Regions from separate parts of the Pan troglodytes genome. Here region 1 is linked to region 2. Evidence: chromatin contacts called from public Hi-C data. All regions are on one chromosome and are shown on one strand. Each heading gives the region's core, a stretch centred on a gene start, on an enhancer-like site or on the middle of the called end of the contact. The rest is flanking DNA. Distances are from core to core; before and after follow the strand shown.

Region 1 (4,890 bases), core at 2,212-4,711, 660 kb before region 2:
GAATACTGTGTATCTCAAATGTTGCCAAGCAATTATTTGCATAGTAATACCAGACATAACAAACAAGAAATTCTTTTTTCTCTTTTCATTAAGCTTAATTCCAGAAGAACATCTACTAAGTAATATCTGATTAACAGAGTTTTAATTATTATATGAACTTAACGCAGTGAACTGGCCTTTTTTGTTTTTTGTACAGACAGGGTCTTGCATTGTTGCCCAGGCTAGTCTCGAACTCCGGGGCTCAAGCAATCCTCCCACCTTGGCCTCCCAAAGTGCTGGGATTATAGGTATGAGCCACTGCACCTGGCTAGTGGCCTGTCTTTAAGTATTATTGTATAATTCACATACTTCAAATTAACCTCATTTTTATGCATTAATAGTTTTAATTATGAAGTTACTAATAGCTTTGTATTGAAGACATCAAAAAGTTAAGAATTTTAGACACAGCCACATTAGACTGAAATGTTGGAAATACCACAAAATGTGTGTTTTCTACAAAGTTGGATATAAAATAAAAATGTATGTCTGTGGTAGAGCTACATCTGCCTAAAAATTGCTCCAAAAATTTGCTAAAAATTTGAACTTCTGTTATTATTGAGCCTTGGAAATAAAATTCAGAAGATTCTGCTTATAAACTCCTTCTTTCCAATGTTCTTCATAGTACTGGGATATCCTAAAAGGATAGTGTTCTTAGTTCCTCCTTTTATTTACTTCCCACAGAAAGAGAGCAACTCTTTTCCTTTTTTAAAGAATCCAAATAAATATTCACATATTTTATCTTTATTTAGGACAGATCACTAAAAGGTTAAAAATTGGGCCCTAGCCATATGATCAGTGAGAAATTACTTCCTAGGCCCTTCTAATACAATTTTCCAAAAAATAGAGAAATAAGGAACTTAAGTCCATCCTAGTTTAGGATGAACCATAAACCAGAATCTTAGAAGTTTTGCAGTGAGCAAAGAAAGCATTGCATCAAGATTGACGTCACAGTAAAACTATTCACCGGTCAGAGACTGGTTCCACAGCCATACATTAGACAGCTTTCATCTGCATCACAAAATTCTTTTTACATTTTGGTTAGCCAAAAATGTCATTGAATCTATGTGATAGGAAAAATACAGGACAAATTCTTTTTTAATGTGCTAAGGAATTCAGTAAAATTATGGTACATACATAGAATACAGTCATCCCTTAGTATCCAATTTCTTTTAACAGCATCTGACAAGAAAATTGTCTCTCTGTGGTACTCTCCTAAGAGTAGTGTGCCTTTCAGGGGAGTCACACTATCACATATCTCTCCCCGCTACTTTTCCCACCTCTCCAAGCAGGCTTCATTATGTTTACTTAGGTTTCACATCCATTCACAGGGGCACAGACTCAGTCCTCAGTGAATCTTGAAAGATTACTGGTTCATTATTCACACTTTTTATTAGTGCCTGTAATTCTGTTTGAAGAGGGATGGGTTCCTCTTCCCTTAGTATCCTCTTCAAACCCCTGTTTGAAGAGGGATGGTTTCAGGACCTCATGCAGATACCAGAATTCACAGATGCTCAAGTCCCTGGTACAGAATGATATGGTATTTGCATATAACCTATGCACATCTTTCCATATACTTTAAATAATCTCTAGGTTACTTATAATACCTAATACAATGTAAATGCTACGGAAGTAGTTGTTACACTGTGTTGTTTAGGGAATAATGACAAGAAAGAAAGTCTGTACATATGTGTTCAGTATAGATGCAATTTTTTTCCCCAAATATTTTTGATTCATGGTTGGTTGAATCATTAATTTGATTCATGGTTGATTGTGTGCAGCTTTTAGTTTCTTTTTTTTTCATATTTCCTAAAAATTTTTACAATGCACTGCAGAACTAGTCATAAGAAAAAATATTACTTTAAAATCTTGTGACAATGAACTTAATCGAGTGTACATTCAGGAAAGAATTATTGGATTTCCCTATGTCTAGACTTCAAGAAACTTAATGTGCCAGGCATTGCAGTCAGCCAGTATATATAGACAAATCAGACCCATTTCTTGGCTTCTAGAAACATATTCTGGCAGGAATTTTAGGACAGTTGTGAACAAGCAACAAAGTTTTACATGAACTGTTTTCTCCTGGTTATCTTGACAACTTACAGCGGCTGCAGGGCATATTGGAAATATATAAACTAAATATGAAGCCCCACCCTGCCATTTAAAGCAGTATGGCCCTAGACTCAATGTCTGTGGGCCTTGGGAATTAAGATCACTCTATTAGAGAAAGAGTTGCTGTTTAAATAGCTGCTGAAGATAAGCAGACTGAAGAAATATATTGTTAATGTTTTGGGAAGGATTTTAAATTGTTAAAATTCTTACTTGCTCACAGCTAAATTTCTTTTCAACATGGCATTTTTCCTTGCCCAGTATCTTTGGATTTTTGCAGAGCTCAGGTTTTAAGAACAGTGATTTTAAAGTACTAGCAGTTAGGATTTAATGACTTCATTGGAAATTTTTGTTTTATAGTTCTCTGAGATTATATTTTGAAACAGCTGTATCCTCTTAAAAGGATAAGAATAACCAAGTGATAGAATCTAGATTTGGGGGTTTCATTTACTGTGTATCATTCATTTTTACAGTTTTAGTACTTTTCTTTGACATTAGAAAATGGCAAAGGCAATAAGATCTGACAGAATATCTTTCCAGCTATGTCGTTTTTTCCTTGCATTTTGTTGAAATGTCTGGTGCTTTGATCTCTGACCAAAATTGCTTGTGTAGGCATAATGTAGTCAGTCCATTTGAAGCAAGAATGTGGTACTTAGTCTTCCCTTTCCAAATGGCCTTTCAAAATGAAAAATCCATCTATTATGTATTCTTGTTGATATTGGATATAGAACAATTTTTAGTTATAAGTATATATATTCTCTCCATTAGTCCTTAACCATTAAGAATACTATTATATCTTAAAGTTTTACAGATTGACCTAAGATTGTGGATCCAAAATTTGAGATATAAAAGAAAATTAGGCATGACTTTTCATCAAGTCAGTGAATCACAAGCTTCCATCAAAACCTGTTTATTGTTGTTTGGGTTGAGACAAGCGCGCTGGTTGACATAAGAAGCTCTTGTTGCCGCGATCTAAGTTACTGCGTCATGTGAAAGGATAAATGACGCCATCTTCAAGTCTCTCAGGCAGTGCCACAGAGCACAGAGTGAGGAGTTTTAAGTGTCAGGCTACACCAGCCCTCAAAAACCTGACCCCCAAAGCTCTGCTTTTAACAATGCCAGCTAGCCTGCCTCTGAACCAGTCAGTGGACACTGTTCCTCATGGACACTGTTCCTTGGGAACCAGGGCCCTGGTCAGCAACCAGCGTGCTTTCTGGGGCGTGGTTATTCCCATATTGACTGTTCTTGCACTAGACTATGTGGTTTTTCCTCTGCCAGGACCCAGTTCTTTTATTTTTCTTTCCTGGAGGTCTTTACTGCCCACTAGATGTCACCCCATTATCAGAAGCTGCTCTGTTACCAGGGGATCAGTGCTGTATGCAAGCTTTCTTCCGTATGGCTGAGGACTGTCTCCCCAGAGCTGTGTCTAGCCTGAAAAGGATAACAGCTTATTTTTGAGTGCTAAGTCATACAGCTAGTAAGTAGCTGAGCTGGGGTTCAAACCCAGGCAGTCCAGCTCCATATACATTCTGGGTGGAGTAATCAAGTTCTTTTAACAGCATCTGACAAGAAAATTGTCTCTCTATGGTACACTCCTAAGAGTAGTGCCTTTCAGGAGAGTCAGACTATCACATATCTCTCCCCGCTACTTTTCCCACCTCTCCAAGCAGGCTTCATTATGTTTACTTAGGTTTCACATCCATTCACAGGGGCACAGACTCAGTCCTCAGTGAATCTTGAAAGATTACTGGTTCATTATTCACACTTTTATTAGTGCCTGTAATTCTGTTTGAAGAATGGTTCTTATTAAACACTCCCTTTGGTAAATGCCAGTACATCCACCTGTGCCCTTGCAAATGCTTGGTCCTACAGGTTCTTCCATAAATAACCTGACACCGAGACACATGACTCCAAAGATGACCTTACATTCTTCTTGAATGGGGGAAATAGACACCTTCATGCTCAACAGTCTTTTAGTCACAATCTTCAGGTCTTCATACGACTCACTAGTTGCTCTCCTGACCATTTATCCTAGAGAAATGAAGATTTACAGTCACATACAAACAAATGTTTGTAGAAGCTTTAACAATGGCCAAAAACTGGAGACACCAGATGTCCTTCAGTAGATGAACTGTTATATTGTGGTACACCCATGCCACGGAATACTACTATGGATAAAAAAGGGACAAACTATGGATACACACAGCTACCCTGGATGAATCTCCAGAGAATTATACTGAGTGAAAAGACCAATCCCAAAAGGTTCCTGTATGTGCTGTATGGCTCCATTTATACAACATTCTTGAAATGACAGAATTAAAGAAATGGAAGACTAGGTAGTGTTTTCTAGGTGTTAAGGAGAGACTGGCATGGGAGGGAAGCAGGAATAGCTAAAAAGGGCAACATATGAGAGATTTTTCATGGTGATGGAAATGTTCTGTATCTTGACTATATCAATGTCAGTATCCTGGTTGTGATGTTGTACTATAGTTTGGCAAGATGTTACCATTGGGGGAAACTGGATAAAGGGTGCGCAGGATCACTCCGTGTTATTTCTTACAACTGCATATGAATTTATAATTATCTCAAAAAGTTTAATTTAAAAAAGTCTTTAGTCCTCTTCACCCATTGGACAATCGTTAAATATGTGCTCTGATTTGTATTCACTTTATGACTTCTTAGGGAAGCTATTAACAGAGTGTAGTGAGTAAGGTCTAACTGAGGTCTTGGAAGTTTTCTTGGCAG
Region 2 (4,355 bases), core at 1,128-3,627:
TCCTCCGATGGGCTTTGTGAACACCCCCATGATTCCTTTCCCCACACCCGAGATGACACCCTTGGCCTTGTGTCCTGCTGAAGCCTGTGCCTCAGATGTTTTCTGGAAGTTCTGCATCGGCTGATCAACTATACCAGCAATTGCACCTGGAATAACAAAAGCCCTCAGTAAGGACAGGGGCTTAAAATCCTCAGAAAATGAAAGGCTCCATCTGGAACACAGTTTTATCTGGATTGAAAATGAGTCCCCACCCTCATTATAAAGGTCTTTACTACCCATTTGTTTACCAGTTATCTAAGTACACCAAGGGCAGTAGACATTTATTATCGTCATCAAAATACAATGTTCAGACGGAGTTTGGTCCACACAGTCAGGATCTGTGAAGTTTAGTTCAGAATTTAACAAACCTGTCAGGCTATTCAGAGTGTCATCCATACATCTTTCCTCAGAAGTCAGGCAACAAAGTTGAGAGAGAGGAGCTAACAGTTCCTCAGGAGCAGAGAAAGACTGTTCAGCCCAATACATTTGCACTGATTCAGGAGGATGAAAAACTGCAAGGGGTTAGCCCCTTTCTAACTCTCCACTTTTGATAATAATAACAGTCATAATTTAGTAGTATTAATACCTAAGAGTAATTATTGATATCGTAATTATTATTTGGATTATAGGTAATCTATCTTGAATGCTTACTAGGTCTGGGGACTCTGCTAAGAGCTTTATTTGTATGAGATCATTTGATCCTCATATTCCCAGGAGTCATACATTGTTTTTATCCAAATACGGACACTGAGGCACAGAGGTTAAGGAGTTTTTTCCCAAGGTCACACAGCTGTTAAGTGTACAGAGAGTTTGAGTCACAGCATAGCTCTTAACCACCAAGATACTCGCTTATCCCATTTATAAAACAGGCTCTTCCTCTTTGCCAATCTTGGAAAACCTTTCTCTCTCACTGGAATTGAGGTTTGGCCACTTACTCCTCACTTAGAATAGCGACCAAAACCCCTTGGAGCTCTGCTCCCACAGCTGTAGCACAGGGCATCCATCTCCTGCACTGAGCCTGAGGCAGCTACAGATGAAAGGAGCCCCTCAGGCAGTCCTGTGGATACGGCCCCTTTGCTACTCCTGCTTTGAGAGGCCAACAGTGAGAGCTAGAAAAGTCTTAACCATTCTGATTTTTTTTCGTGATGGAGTGGAGGGCTCCCTATCTCAGAAAGAAGGGAAAATTTCTTTACAATTCTTGACAGAATTCTCTGTTTTCAATTCAAAACTGCTAGGAGTGATGAAAATGCTCTGGCCCCTGGTAGAAATTTTAGTGCATATCACGTCAATTGTAAAGGGAATGCTCTTCATGGACTCCTTTCCTCTAGGTTTTGACAGAGACATTTAAGTTTATGCATTGACAGATTCAGAATGACCTGAGGCAACAGACCTGTTTCTTAGCCTAGAGTCGTGCTGCCAAACCTTCTACAGAAATGCCGAGAGTGAGCAGAGGAAGCTGCTCCCGGCAGGCCCAGGCCACCCCAGCTATCAAGAGTGAGGGTCACTCTTTTAGTACCACAGACAGTCAGGCCTGGCGCTCGGCTGGGAGCACCCCTCATTTGCCATTGATGCTCCACTCCATTTGGAAGATCAGAAGTCATAGTGGCCACACTGAGAGACAGGCAGGAACCCTGGGTCTTCTCTTCCAGTCACCTCAGCAGATTATCAAAGTGAACAGCATCAAATCAAAGAGTGGGGCCTGGGCCAGCTGCGGTCACCCGCACAGGGCGCTGACAGCCACCTGCTCCAGCACACGCAGGTATCAGGTGAAGCCCCCTCTGTTCTGCTCTTCCGTTTTCTCTGGCCACAGTGAAGGCTCCAGTTACTGCGGCTTTGACAGATAAAGACTATTTGGGCAGCCCCCCAAAAGTGGAAAGCCTGAGTCCCATGACAAGGTGTTAGATTCTGAGAGTCAGAGAGGGAGCTGTGGAACCACCTGCCCTGGGCTCAGCAGCAGACCTTTGAGGGGGAAAGCTGGCCTGTCACACACACCAACACCTCACCAGCCACCAGGTGCCTTATCTACCTCTGTGCTCACAAGCTGGAGAACAGAGAGGCTAAGAGACCAGCAGCCACTTCATGGTCCCTGCAGCCCTGCTTTGAGAGAGGCAGCCTCTCTGAGAGCCTGGAATGGCTCTCCTCTGAAGTATATCCAGCTAAATCCCACAACTGGTAAATTATGGACTGTCATAGACTTAAACTCTGCTCGAAGGCTTTCAGGAGTGGAACTGATCCCAAGACTTGTCTGCTGGCCTTAGGCCCGCGGGGTGGGCGACCACATGGAGATGGCTGTGATCTGATGAAGCCAGTGAAGAGAGAAGAGCGTGCCTGGGAGGGGTTTCCAGGACTGAGTGCTGCACCCCGCAGGACACAGGAGCTATTGCCTGTTGTGCCTTGGAAGGAGGAGGAGGAAAGCCTTCATTGTGGAGCAGGAAACCACCAGGCCTTCCCTTACCTCTTTCTGTAACTGGCTCCTAGGCCTTGGGCAGAAACTACTTGGTCACTGAGCTATGGAAGTTCCTGGTGATGTGTCTGTTTTGATGCTGCCTTTACCATGTGGTGTAATTTTGTTTCTGGCAATTTTTTGTCACACTATCAGAAGGACAGGCATAAGATGGGATACCACGCCATAGCTCGCCCTTCCAGAAAGTAACGAGACCCATAGAGTGTACTGCACATTCCAGCTCAGCGCTTCTTTTTTTTGACCAGAACAGACGAGCAAACCAACAAGGAAGCACTTTGCCAGTCATTCCTAAATTCCGCACTGACTATAATACACACCAGTCTGCTAATGGCAGATGGTGGTATTGGAGGGATGACTCTTAAGGGCTGTCTCTTGGGATGTGCAACTCTTGAGTCACTCCCTCGAAGGGGACTTTTCTGATTTCACCTGGCGGAGGCCTGTTTTGTTGGGATTCCAGATGGCATAGCCAAGAGTGCCCATGAAGAGAGAGGAGGTGGTCTCTGGGGAATCCAGCAGCACATCACAAACCAGGAAGCATCCCAAAAGAAGTGGGGGTCAGAGAAGCAATTCTTGACATCCTAGCTTTGGTGTTCATGAGAAGGCATCAGGTTTGGGAGGAAACGCAGAATGCAGCTGTGATGCGGAGCTGCATGTCCTTTCTCAGTGCAGGCTCCAGAGTGTAGTAGAAAGTGAGGGTGTTGGGGAACAGATCTGGTAAATGTGGGCAAGGCTGATGCCAATACTGCAGGCTAAACGGAGTTTTTCCAAAAGCCGTTGCTCTTGGAAAACTGTCATGGAGCTCATCCAAAGGCCTCGGCAGCATCTCTCAGCCAGCAGACACTTTTCCCTGCTGACCTGGGGCAGTGCGGCTGGGCATGGAGCTGCAGACTTGCTTTAATTTTCAAGGGCCTCATAATGCTCCATAGTGTCCCCATGAGGGTGACGCAGAGTCAAGAAGGCCCGCCGAACCCGTAAACATTTGGGGGAAATGTGTTTTTCCTACACTGGAACTTGCAATTGTTCAGTCTCCCCACATCCTGATTGTTTCCAGGCCTGGAGCCCCACAGGGGTAGGCGACATGGTGGAAAGGCCCAGGCTCCTGTCCTTGCTGGAGGTTTGACCTGGCTAAGTCGCTTTACCTCATCCAAAGTTGTGAAGCTATGAAGGGTTATGAAGTTGTGAAGGGTTGTGAAGATCAAATAAGATGACACCTTTGAAAACGCTTTGCCAACTCTAAACTTTTCCTTTAATATATTTTTATTAACTGGGTCCTTAACGTTTCTGCCTTTTTATTGAAGAAACTGAGCAACTAGAATATCTATTTCACTGGCATGGGTTTAAAACTATTATTATTACTATTATTATTTTGAGACAAGGTCTCACTCTGTCCACCAGGCTGGAGTGCAGTGGTGTAATCTCAGCTCACTGCAGCCTTAACCTCCTGGGCTCAAGTGATTCACCTCAGCCTCCTGAGTAGCTGGGCCCACAGGGATGTGCCACCATGCCTGGCTAATTTTTGTATTTCATTTTATTTTTGTAGAGATGGGGTTTTGCCACATTGCCCAGGCTGATCTCGAACTCCTGGGCTCAAGCAATCCACTTGCTTTGGCTTCCCAAAGTGCTAGGATTACAAGTGCGAGCCATGTGCCCGGCCTGGATTTCAAATTATTATGTGATAATGGCTCTAACTTCAATTAGGCACTGCATTGTATATGGCAATTTCAAACACCATTTCTGGGGAAGAATTAAAGGGTGGCCGATCTATAACTTTCCAAAGTGAGGAGATTTCAGTTTGCTGTACTCCGCTCTTTGTTCTTCTTGCCACACACCTGGTAGTTAGTTCTAGGACCAG

The links. A called contact is a pair of places that touch in the nucleus more often than the background predicts.
Region 1: a contact with region 2 is called in a Hi-C map of induced pluripotent stem cells, with 4 times the contacts expected there. The contact joins two enhancer-like sites. A contact is called at or near these places in 1 of 7 Hi-C or Micro-C datasets (induced pluripotent stem cells) and 1 of 1 other capture datasets (stem cell-derived neural stem cells).

Annotation. Positions count from the first base shown.
Region 1 is chr7:110,779,667-110,784,556 of NHGRI_mPanTro3-v2.0_pri, reverse strand. The region is part of intron 1 of ANKRD46 (ankyrin repeat domain 46); the gene reads left to right. Among named protein-coding and RNA genes, the nearest start is that of ANKRD46, 23 kb to the left of the region's middle. Within about 2 kb of position 3,461, at least 2 of the 24 cell types and tissues checked have an H3K27ac peak or open chromatin away from gene starts, as enhancers often do. A contact at or near this core is called in induced pluripotent stem cells, where this site is marked.
Region 2 is chr7:110,115,148-110,119,502 of NHGRI_mPanTro3-v2.0_pri, reverse strand. VPS13B (vacuolar protein sorting 13 homolog B) reads right to left here. Exons shown (of 59, transcript XM_063816460.1): 56 at 1-146. Among named protein-coding and RNA genes, the nearest start is that of COX6C, 28 kb to the left of the region's middle. Within about 2 kb of position 2,377, at least 5 of the 24 cell types and tissues checked have an H3K27ac peak or open chromatin away from gene starts, as enhancers often do. A contact at or near this core is called in induced pluripotent stem cells, where this site is marked.